Regions from separate parts of the Pan troglodytes genome. Here region 2 is linked to region 1. Evidence: chromatin contacts called from public Hi-C data. All regions are on one chromosome and are shown on one strand. Each heading gives the region's core, a stretch centred on a gene start, on an enhancer-like site or on the middle of the called end of the contact. The rest is flanking DNA. Distances are from core to core; before and after follow the strand shown. Region 1 holds the start of CMIP (c-Maf inducing protein). Region 2 overlaps CMIP (c-Maf inducing protein).

Region 1 (5,861 bases), core at 1,547-4,046:
TTGAAACTATATTCAAGAAATACTGCTATTTAAAGATGACATTGATTGAATTCAATACTTTCTTCCTGAATGCCTGCTCAGGACAACATTACAAAGATAGACATTTGTAATGTCCTCCTAAATTCCCAGAAGAGTGGGAAGCACATGGAATTTGAGGTCGAACAGAATCTGAGGTTCAAACCTCGGCTGGATCCTGATAGTTGTCTGACCCTGTCTGAGCCTCAACTTCCTCACTCTTAAGATGGGGATGGTAATAGTTCCTACCTCCTAGGCTGGTGGGGAGGAATAAACGAGAACAAATACATAAGGCCTCCAGCATAGTATCTGGCGTTTGGGTACCGGTCATTATTATCACGGTATGTCCTACTTAATGTTTACAAATCAACCACTGTACTGGGCTGCATGGAGGATGTCTGGAATGGTCCTGGAATATATCAGGGATTTACATCCTGCTAAATCTCCTCCTTCTACTGGAGTTTTGTGCCCTGTATGGGTAGGGGCGTGTCCACAGATGTCCCTGAAGTGGACAGCAGCTGCTTTGCTTGCCACTGGGCCACTCCACCCAGTGACTTTGTGCTAGCCCTTGTTGCTTCCTTCTGTGGGGGGAGGTGAGCGTGAAAGTCTCCTCACTGGCCTCCTTGCCTCTAGGTTTCTCCTCTGCAATGCTCATCTGTGCCACACTGCAGCCTTTTGAAGAAGCCATGTACAAGTCACTCCTTTGCATGGCCCATGTGGTGTCTCCCCACTTCTCTAGTCCCTGGGTTTGCATTTCAGGGTGCTGCTTGCTCACCGCCTACATCTCTGCTCCACCTCCTCCAGGGACCTTGCACTCCATGGCAAGTGAGTTCAGTTTCCTGAACAAGCTGAGCATCCTCCCATCTCTTTGCCTTGGTAGGAGCCAGTTCGTCTTCTTGGAGCACCTATCCCCTTCTTTACTTGATTCCTAAAGAACTCTTAGAGTACCCTGGTCCCCCACACTGGGTTAGACATCCCCCTTTCTGTTCCTGGAGCACCAAGCACAATGTCTGTTACTGTTCTGGACTCTGACCTCCATGCTTTGTGGTTGAGGATGAGGACAGCACCTATGTCATAGGGTGTGAGAAGAAAATGATGTGTGCGTACAAAATTCTTAGCACATAGGAAGTCTCTGGCCACTGTGGTTATTATAGTCATTACTATTAATACCCTAGTGCCTGGCCTGTGACCAGCATACAGCAGGAGCTCAATGAAAAAATTTGAACAAAGGATCTAATCCCACCCCCTTAATGGACTGGGGGGTTTCTTGGCCACAACCACCCCCCAACACCCACATATCTAGGGCTTGCGCCTTCATGATTGGTGGTTTTCTCAAGGCTGTTCAAGCTCAAAACTTGAAGGAAATGGCAGCAAATTGTGGGGAGCTAAGGAATTTCTAAATTTCTAATCTAATTGTGCCTCCCCGAGGAGGCATCTCCTGGGCAGGCTGGATGTGAGTCTTCTTTCCTTGGTGAGGGATGCAGCCTGGGACCTGCCTTTCATCCCCTGCCTGAAACCCTGGCCAGGTTCGGGGAGAGGGTCCTCTGGGGAGCACCTTCATGCTGCCTGTTCTTGGGAGAGGGGGTGTGAATAATTTCCACCAACGGCACAGATGCTGTGGATATTCCGCAGTGTTCACGACGCAGTTCAACACACGCTGCACACATTCATGTGTTCACTACAGAGGCACCTTCACTTAAAAAGGCAAAAATCTAGGGTTTTAACGTTATTAGCTGCAGGAGCACGTGGAGATAAGAAAACCTGGCTGAGGAGCTGAGCATTTGCTAGGTGGCCTTAGGTGCCGGCTGCTTGTGATGGCAGAAAGGGAGCTTTTTGCATCCAGGCTGCAGTTCCTGATACCCTGGGTCACAAGAGAATCGAATATGGTTCTCTCGTGGGCTGGTGCTGGGCCTGTGAACTCAGATAAAATGACCAGGTGGGGTCCCAGGGAAGGTAAAGTAGGGGGAGCTGCTGGGGTACGCACAAGAGGGGTGGCTGTGTAGGTTGGGGGGGGCTTTAAGTGGGTTCCTAGAAGAGGCTCTGTCTCCCTGAGCAGAAGAAAGAAGGGGGATGGGGGGACCGTCCCCTGTCTCCAGAAGGTTTGAGGACCCCCAAGGCCAAAGCCAGCAGACGTCAAAGGCCAGGAGTTCGAGGCCGGCCGGGTCCCGCAGTGGGAGACAGGGCAGGGTGGGCTCATCCTCCGGATCACCGCGGGGACACTTTCAGTCGGGGAGGCGTCCCCGTCCCACGGCCCCATCTGGCCAGCCCGCTGAGCCTGGACAGCGGAGGGGGCGTCAGGGGTCGAGGGTTCCAGTCCCCGTCCTTCCACCCAGCCCCCGGCCCTCGGGTACCCTTCTTTACCCGTCCGAGTCCGGCCCGGGGGCGGCGGGGGTGGGCGAGGCGCGGGCCCCCCGGCTCGGGCAGCCGGGCTGGGCTCCCGCCCGGGCACCCGCGGGGGCGCGGCTGGCGTGACGTCACGCGCCCCGCCCCCGCGCCCCGCCCCCTCCCCACATTCCAGGCGGGGCGGGCCGGGGCCCCGCGGGGCTCGCCCGCCCCAGCCCCCTCCTCAGGGGCTGCCCCTCCCGTCGGGCCGCGCCTCCCCGTCGTGGGCCGCGACCCCGCCCGGACCGCGGACTCCGCCCGCGAGAGGCCGAAGCCGCCGCGGCCGCCGCCGTTGCCGCCATTGACGTCAGAGGGGCGGGCACATGACCCTGCGGGGACCAATCGCGCGGGCGCCCCGGGCTCCGCGAGCCCGGCGCGCGGCCCGCCCCGCCCGCGGCCACTCTCGCCCGGACGGCCGCGCGGACACACGCTCTGTACACACGCGCGCGGCGGCGCGGGGCCCCGAGACACGCCCGCCCCCACCCCGCCGCCCCCACCCCGGCGCCCGCCCTCCGCGCCTGGCCCCGGCCCGCCCTCGGCCTCCCCCGCCCCTCCCCGTCGCCCGCCGAGCCCGGTCAGCCGCCGCGAGCATGCACCCGACGAGCTAGGAGGAAGCCCGGAGCCCCGCAGGAAGCGCCGAGGCCGGCCCAGCCCGCCGCACGCGCCGCCCCCCGCGGGCAGCGCCCCCTCCCCTGCGGGCGCCCCCAGCCCCACACCCCCCCACCTTCCCGGGGGGTGGGGGGGTGCGGGCCGCCGGATCCGGGGGCCCCGCCGCCCCAGCAGCCCAGGACAGCCCCCTCTCCCCGCCCCCAGCCCCCTCCCCCGGCGCGGCCATGGATGTGACCAGCAGCTCGGGCGGCGGCGGCGACCCCCGGCAGATCGAGGAGACCAAGCCGCTGCTGGGGGGCGACGTGTCGGCCCCCGAAGGCACGAAGATGGGCGCCGTGCCCTGCCGCCGGGCTCTTCTGCTTTGCAACGGGATGAGGTACAAACTGCTGCAGGAGGGCGACATTCAGGTCTGTGTCATCCGGCACCCGCGGACCTTTCTCAGCAAGATCCTCACCTCGAAATTCCTGAGGCGCTGGGAGCCGCACCACCTAACGCTGGCCGACAACAGCCTGGCGTCCGCCACGGTGAGTGGCTCTGCGCGGCTGCACCCCCGCCTCTCCTCGGGGCCCGAGATGCGCCCTCCCTGGCTGCCCCCTGGCGCTGCACCTGGAGCCCAGGGCCTGGGGGGCGGTGGGGGTGCCGGGGGAACGGGGAGAACCAGGGCGCCTCGCTCCTGGCCTGCTCGCGGGGCTCGATTTTGGAGTCTGAAGCCCAAACCAGCCGACCGGGCTCGGGAGAGACCCTTAAAATGCTGGAGACTCGGCCCACCGCCAGGCTGGGTGCCTGGGGACCTTCTGACCCCAGCTCTTGTGTTTCTGGTGGCTGGGACTCGAGGATGGACCCGACGCTGGGCCCTGATGGTGGTGGGGGTTCTCTCTGGAAGCCCCTGGCCCATCTGGATCTGAGGGGTGGGGGAGGGGAAAACAAAATACCACCCCTCAGATTAAAAAAAAAAACAAAAACAACACAACAAAACCTCCAAACCCCCAAACCCAAAGAATTTCCAGAAGCCAGTTTCTCTGTTTGGTTTACCCGTCCTTTATTCTCTTTCCTGTCAGGGCTGGCAGGCAGAACGGGGTGCTTCCCTTTCTGAAAATCTCATTCGCACATTGAGAGGTTGGAAGTGGAGGGGGAGGGGGCAGTGGTCCTGGAATATCTCAGGACCCAGCGGTGGTCGAGTTCTAGCCTAGAAGCTGCTTGGTGGAGCCCTGGTCCGGCATTGTCTGTAGAGTGTGTGTATACGTGTGTGTTTTGTTGCTGGAGGTTTAATTTTGTTATTGTTTTTAAATACATGGGTAGGACTGGGTCAGCTGGATGAGTCGGAGAGGAAAAACCATTGATCTGTTTCTGAAATCAGATCTGCAAATGGTGGCCTTCTTCGTACGTGGAGAAAGACAGCTGTGGTGGGGTCGAGGGGAGAGTGGGGGTGGCGGGTAGGAGCCTGAACAGGATGCTTTGTGTTTTGAAACAAGGACAGTTTCAAATACCGGCTGTGGCTTGGGCCTGAGGCTTGCCGTGGGGGTCCCATCCTCATTGGAGGGGTAGCTTGTCTTCCCCAGAATGCACACTCCTCCCTGGGGCCACCGTGATCCTGTTTACTAAGCGCAGTGGGAGGGGGCTGAATCCACTGCCTGCCCACACCTGTGCCAAGAAAACCCAGGCAGGAAATAGGGTGTCGCTTACATGGCATGTCACAAACGTGTAGCGTGTGTAGACATTTCCTTGGCATCCATGTTCCCTTGGCGGTGTGTCACAGGCCATGACACATGCCCCAAGGAATGGGGAGGGGGGAAAAGTTAGCTGAAGAATCCTACTCTTTGAACCAACCCCCCACCCCCCACCCCAGAGCGTTGCAGCCCTCGAGGACTTTTATTCTGAATTTGGGGTCCGACATGCTTAGAGCACCTATTTTCTCTTTCCTGTGGGCACGTTGGTGCAATATCTGCAAAGACTCCTTTTTCAGGGAGGATTGCTGGTCGCGGGGAGGCGGCCCAGTCCCCGGTCAGGCTGGTGCATGTTCTCAAGCCCGTCCCGCGCCACAGGCCGCAGCATTTGGCTTTCCAATGGATGGAGGGGGGAGAGAGCCTCCGAAAATTTGCCAGTACGGAGTGTTTCTGATGTGGGGAGGAACTGGTGACCGCGGTGCCCCCTGCCTGGATTCTGGAGACCCCAGATCTGGCTTCAGAATTTTCACCTGGCTCAGGGGGACTTTATTGGGCTTTTTTTTTTTTTTTCCTCTTACACTCCACAAAATGAAGGGTTGTTGGTGGTGGGGTAGGAAAATGGTTAGAAGGAACAGTGACCTGCCGTGGGAAGGCCAGGAGGAGCCCTTCTCCCTCTGGGAGAAGCCAGGAGTGAGTGTCCCCCTGCTACCGTCCTGTTTACGGAAAGCCAGCTCTCGAGGCTAATGCCTCCCCACTTACCTCCGATTGCTCAGGAGGTATATCTGAGAGAAAGAGGGAAGGAAGAAAGACCTGAATAGCCAGAGGCCCCTTGCTCACCTTGGCCAGCCCAGGTAGGTGGCACCATCGGTAGTGTGGGCCTTTCCGGAAAGCACCTGTCTAGTACTGGGGACTGAGGCTTATCCATGGAGCAAGATTCTCTTGGCAGAGCCATGCTCTGGTGTTAGGAAATGTGGCAAGAGGAACTATAAGGAAGTGTTTGATGGACTGGCATAATCCCCTTTCCGCTGCCTTTCGTCACCAAGCACTGCAGGCAGGGGGTGTCCTTAAGTCTTACCCTTGCCCTCTGGTGGGCTCCAGGTGGCCTTGCCTCAGGGCCTGTGAGCCTGGAGGTGGGGCTGTGAGGGCTGGCCTGGCTGGAGCGCTGGCCTCCCGGGCAGAGGTGAGGTTGGG
Region 2 (5,861 bases), core at 910-3,409, 170 kb after region 1:
GAAGAGACTGATGTGTAGCAGTGTCTGTGGTCAGTGGCTCTGAAGAAATCCGTCCCAGGCCTTTAGACATCAAGTGCTGCTGTGAGAGGCAGGCTACGAGGACCCAGCCAAGACTGGAGGCTCATGCAGCTCAGCAGGAAGTCACAGGGGGCGTGGCCAGGCCAGGCAGCTGGGTCCCAGGAGGAGAGATCTGTCAGCCATCCCTGCCAACAACTCAGCAGTGGGCCGGACCCAGTCTGGCAGGGCCAGAACCATCTGGATGTGAGCTCAGGGCAGAGGAGACGCCAGGAGCACCAATGGTGTGACCAGGAGAAGCCACAGTTGTGGAAATGCTGGTTCCTTCTGTAAAAATGCCTACGGGGCAAACACATCAGAATGTCCACTTTGAAAAGGAAGAAGGGGCCAAGAGCCACTAGGCCCTGCAGGTCCCTCAGGGCTCTCATGTGCCCGCAGCCGAAATGGGATCTGGCCATCCCAAGCAGGAAAGGAATGTACTAGAAGAACGGTGGCAGCCTGGAGAATGGCCTGGAGCTGGGGTCGGGGCATGCAGGTGGTAGTCCCATCACCACCAGTGCAGGAAGATGCAGGGCAGGACCCAGCTCCTCCCAGGTGAATTCTCCCTGCCCCATCTCCATAGCACTTGCCCAAGATCCAGAGTCCTGGGCAAGAACCTCTGCCTGGCCAAGCCAGAGGACTGGCTCACACACTGCTGAGGAGGGCTGGAAGGCCCCCTAAGACTCATGAGCCAGGGAGACCCCAGATGGGAAGGGCTGGGCTAGCCATCGTGGAGGACGGTCTGTGTTGGGTTTCGCCACAGAGGCTGGGGAAGGGAGTCTCCTCTGGTCATTCTCTACCACCTGTGACACCTGGGTCACTTTCCTGTTTCTTCCTTTGTTTCTGTGTTCATTCATTCCAGTGTAACCAGCCCTGGCCCAGCCAGGCACTGCTCACCTAGCTGTGGAATCAGAAATAAGACCCTGCCCTCAAGGAACTCCTAGTCCATTCATTCCTTTGTTCATTCATTCAGAAAACACCTGTTGGTCTCCTGGTGCTCCAGGCCACAGGATACAGTGGTAGGTAGAGCATGTGTGGCCCCTTCCCTCTTAGGGTCAGACATATATGCAGGGCACTTTGGCGGGGCCAGTGGACACAGAAGAGGGAGGGATATGGGTGTCCTCCTCCACCTTCTTTTTGTCTTTGCTTGGCTGTTCCGTCCAGCCGGTGGCAGCTTACAGGCACTGCCTGGGTCCACTGTGGACCCTCAGAGCCAGTGGAACAACTCACATCCGCGTTATACCAACCTGGTTGTACCTCCTGCTTTTATTTCCTATTGCTGCTGTGACTGATTGCCCCTAACTTTGTGGTTAAAAGAACACAGATTTAGTCTCTTATGGTTCTGGAGGTCCGAAGTCCAACACAGGTCCCATGGGGCTAAAACCAAGGTGTCAGGACTGTGTTCCTTCTGGAGGCTCTCGGGGAGAATTCGTTTCCAGCTTCTAAAGGCTGTCCGTATTCCTTGGCTCATGGCCACATCACTCTGACCTCTGCTTTAGTCTGACTCTGCCCTCCTGCCTCCCTCTTGTGAGTACCCTTGTGATTTCATTGGGCTACCTAGATCATCCCCATCTCAAGACCTTGAACTTGGTCACATCCAGAGTCCCGTTGCCACGCGGGATAACTTAATCACAAGGGATTCAGGATGGAACATGTTTAGGGGGCTTTATTTTCCTTACCACCTCCTTCTCTCTCTGGCCCCCTTGGTGTGTGAGGAAGCACAGGAATGGATGTGGACCAGGCATGCCCTGGAGCCAGCTCATCCCAGCTTGCATCTGCCCACCAGAGCTGATCGTGCCCGTCTCTCCCCAGCTCTGGCCCAGGGGCATCCCCTTGAAGGTGTGGAATCAGCCAAAATGGGATTGTTCACAACACAGAAATCCGCACACGCCGGGATCAGGGCTTGTTGTTCCAGAGAGCCTGATGTTAAGCATTTATCAGCACAGACCTGGCCGTGGCTGCTGACGCTGCTGGCCCCTGTTTGTGGAGTGTTTGCACGTGCCAGGCACCGCGCTGAGGAAGCACTTTTCATGGATTAGCTCATTGTTTGGGATCTTCGCACAGCTCTCCCCGAGCAGGGTGTATTTTGTCATCCTAATGAATAGGAATTGTCACAAGACCAGTAGAGCTTGGGCAGTGCTGATGGGAGGGAGCTCAGCAACAGTCTCTCCAGGGGGCTGTTTCTCCTCTTTGGCCTCCGCAACTCTGGGCAGGGGGCACAGGCTTGGGTCGTCAAGCAACTTGCTGCAGTCACACCACTAGACACGACAGAGCCGAGACTTGAACCTGCACCTGTAAGAGGCTCAGCCCTTGTCGGAGTTCCTGTGTCACACGGAGAGCTTGCCTCCTGCCTGCTTTGCACTTGGGTAGACTCAAGCTCCACCAGCATCAGGGTGGCTGGTGTGGATTCTTGCAGTCCAGGGTTCAAAACTCTGAGTCCCTGAGCTCACCCACGAGAGCCTGAGTCCTCACCACACTTGCTACTGGAATGGATCATTTATGCAAGGCCAGAGATTGCTCCAGACCCTGACCTGGGAGAGCAGCTGATGTTTCGTAGATGACATGGGGAGCGGGAGGTGGTCACCTGTAGCGTGATCCGGATCTCCTCGAACAAGGGTGAAACAAAGGGGTTACATGCTTGAGTGTGTGTGTGCGTGTTTGTGTGCCTCGAGGCAGAAGGTGGATGTTCGTGCTTGGAGAGAGACTCCAGCCTTCGTCAGACCCCCTGAACCGTCAGAGGCAGGGTCGCTTTGGAGAGAGGGTTGTGGGTTCTGGTGGGGAACGCACGCTGCATTTCGGCCCAGCCTGGGGTGGAGGGGTAGCCAATGGGGAACTCGGAATGGCCCGGTGTTGTGGTTTACGGCAGGGGTCAGATTACCTGGGTTCAATTCCTGGCCCCGCACCACATGTCTGTGAAGACTCAGGAAAGTTTTTAACTTCCAAAGTCTCAGTTTCCTCATTTGTACCATGAGATGACAGTACCGACTTCACAGGGCTGTCTTGTAAGGACTGAATGAGCCAGTCCACACACAGGACTCAGAGCTGTGTCTGGCGCCCGTGAAACACCATAGCATTACTGTTCTGTTAGCAGACCGAGAAAGGAAGTGAGAGCCGCAGTGATACTCATGAGGGATGGGAGGGCTGCCTTGGGCTGCATTTTATTGGAAAGGACTGGATGATGGCAATGGTAATGATAACAATAATAATAACGATGGCTGCATTTTTGACCACCTGCCATGTGCCAAGCCTGGTTCTAGATGCTCTACAAGAATAATTTCTGGTCTTTAAAACATCCCTGGAAAATCAGGGTTATTGTCCCCATTTTACAGATGGGAAAATTGAGGCTGAGATGTCCAAAGACTCACAGCTAGTGTGGGGTGGATCAGAGAAGGTTTTGTTTCACCCGCTGTGATGTTTAGCCTAGGTCTGCTGGGTGCCGTTTACCATGATCTTCTGCCATTGGCAGGAGAAGGTCATGGTTAAATGCACAGACTTGGAAGCCAGGCTACCCTGGGTTTGAATGCACTTCATTGTGAGATCTCAGGGTCTCGATTTTTCCCTCTGTGAAACGGGCATAATGATAGGTGCCACCTCATAGGGCTGCTGTGAGGACCAAGGAGAGACTACGTGGATAACAAAAGCCAAGTTCCTAGAACAGTCCTCATACACAGGCCCCCAGCCAGCCCCCACCATCCTCACTCCCAGGCCTCCAACCAGTTCATCCCAGCCCCTCCCATGCCCCTAAGTCCAGCTGTGTGTGCAGTTAAAGCTCTCAAGTCAGCAGTGTCTGAAGTCACTCATATACAGCAAAGGAAGCACACGGTGCTAGTGATGTCTTGTTTTTAGGAAATCCTCCCTGACCAGCCCTTCTGTTTTGGTTTTGCACACAACAGGCTCAGCTTAGCATATCTTTCAGCAGGCTTGTTAGGGTCACAGGGCAGACGCTGTCTACAGAGCAGGCTTGGGGGCTCACATGCTGGCCTTGAAATGCCCTGAGATGCCACAAGCTGATGACCGGACCTTGCTGTCCTGTTCTTGTCGTTACAGGCTGCCAACAGCTACCTGCGAGACCAGTGGTTCCATTCTCTGCAGTGGAAGGTAAGTACTGACTCGGTTGCTTGTTTAAAGCGACTCAGGCAGTGGTGCGATGGCTTAAAGCCAATCTGTCACCCAGAGGCATGAAAGTGGAGAACTCATGCCTTCCAGATGGCTCAGCTGAGGAACTTTGTTCCCCTATCTAAGAGCCCCTGGCCCTTCGTCCTCTGCTGTTCAATTCCTATCCCCTGCAGTGCTGAAATAGCATTCTCGCCCTGGTGTTCTCAAATCCTATAGCTGTTTTCCTGCTTCAAAAGGATCATAGAACTGCTTGCTCTCAGAGTGAGGGCGACCCTGAGGGGAGTCCAGCCGGGGAGGCTGGACTTCAGGGGCTCAAGATGCTTAGTTGAAAGTAACTTCCAAAGGCTGTGCCAAGTGTAAACTTAACAGAGATTCAAAATCCTGAGCCCTATTTCTGTAGTCTTCACTGATTTTCAGTTGTCGGATTCTGTGGCCTAATTTTCTGATTCTGGCTCTACATAGGATGGTTCAGAGCTTTCTGGCACATAAAGGGAACTTCATCTTCTTGGAGACCCAGGAGCAGATCTTCTAAGAGGGGTCCCCCAGCCACCCGAGGAGCCTGAGTTGTGCCCCATGGCTCAGGCAATGGAAACCTTGACGTCAGGACCAGGGCGTGAAGCACGTACAGTCAGCTTCTCATTCCTGCCCTGCCTCCCTGTCTCTCCTTGTCTTCTGATCTTCTGGTTTAGAACAAGCTTTGACAGGCCCCTGGCCCCACAGCGGGTATGGCTGGAATGACCAGTGTTTCATAAGCTGTCATCCTTACAGTAACCTGGGGAGCCACAGGGGATGAACGGCTGGCCCCATGCAGAGCTGGGTGCCATGTCACGTGTTGGGAGGACCCAGGGAACACTCAGGATTCCTCTCATGGCTCCAGAGGGGCTCCCCCAACAGCCAGGGTTGGGGGCAGAAAGGCAACCCCAGAGAATTACTTTCCTGGTCCCAGAGAGGGCCACTCCCCTCCTTTCCTCTGTCAGCTACTGGTCCTCTTGCTTTGTGCTGTGGGGCCAGGTCTCAGAAGCTGAGCTGAGTCTCCACGTTGGGGTTGCAAAGGGGAGGAGAACTAGTGTTTACTGAGCTTCTACTGTGTGCCAGGACTAGCGTGTTTTGAGCTCCCACTGTGTGCCAGGAGCTCTGCTAGTCTCATCATGTCCATTTCACCCTCACCACAACCGCATAAGGTTGATGATTATCGTTGTTGCCATTTTCCATATAGGAAAGATGAGGCTCAGACTGGAGTCCAAGCTCCCATCGTTAGGAAGAGACTGAGGCAGGGCTCAGCTCGACCTTTCCAGTACCTGTATGTACTGGAAATTTTTGAATGTAGTAGAGTGGGAAGGCATAGATGTCAGCCAAGCAGGTAAGGTGGTGCACACCTGCTCGTGTGATCAGCAGGTGCTACTGAGAGCTCTGTATCCACTGGGAGAACATCTCTGATGCCTGGGTCTCTCTTTGTGCGCGGGTACGAGTGTGTCTGAAGACAGGCGGGACATTCGTCAACACCTACTGGGGACCGTCTGGGGGTCAGATGCCAAAGCAGTTGAGAGGGAGGACTGAGCGGTGGTGGTCACGGGGGTACCACCTCTTCCCTTCCCCATGGTGTTTTACTTGTGGGGCCTCAGAAAGTGACAGCCTTGCATTTTCTCTTAGCTCAGGACACGGCAGAATGTACTTGGAGACACATTGCCTAC

The links. A called contact is a pair of places that touch in the nucleus more often than the background predicts.
Region 2: a Hi-C map of stem cell-derived neural progenitor cells shows a contact between it and region 1, with 1.5 times the contacts expected there. The contact joins the enhancer-like site here to the promoter of CMIP in region 1. A contact is called at or near these places in 1 of 7 Hi-C or Micro-C datasets (stem cell-derived neural progenitor cells) and 1 of 1 datasets of contacts at active chromatin or transcription factors (stem cell-derived excitatory neurons).

What each region holds. Positions count from the first base shown.
Region 1 is chr18:79,601,485-79,607,345 of NHGRI_mPanTro3-v2.0_pri, forward strand. CMIP (c-Maf inducing protein) reads left to right here and starts at 2,797. Exons shown (of 21, transcript XM_024349964.3): 1 at 2,797-3,530. The coding sequence starts at 3,231. It overlaps LOC134808826 (a long non-coding RNA gene), which reads right to left and starts at 2,407. Exons shown (of 2, transcript XR_010152651.1): 1 at 2,377-2,407; 2 at 1,145-2,290.
Region 2 is chr18:79,776,187-79,782,047 of NHGRI_mPanTro3-v2.0_pri, forward strand. CMIP (c-Maf inducing protein) reads left to right here. Exons shown (of 21, transcript XM_024349964.3): 3 at 4,102-4,152. Among named protein-coding and RNA genes, the nearest start is that of PLCG2, 160 kb to the right of the region's middle. Within about 2 kb of position 2,160, at least 8 of the 24 cell types and tissues checked have an H3K27ac peak or open chromatin away from gene starts, as enhancers often do. A contact at or near this core is called in stem cell-derived neural progenitor cells, where this site is marked.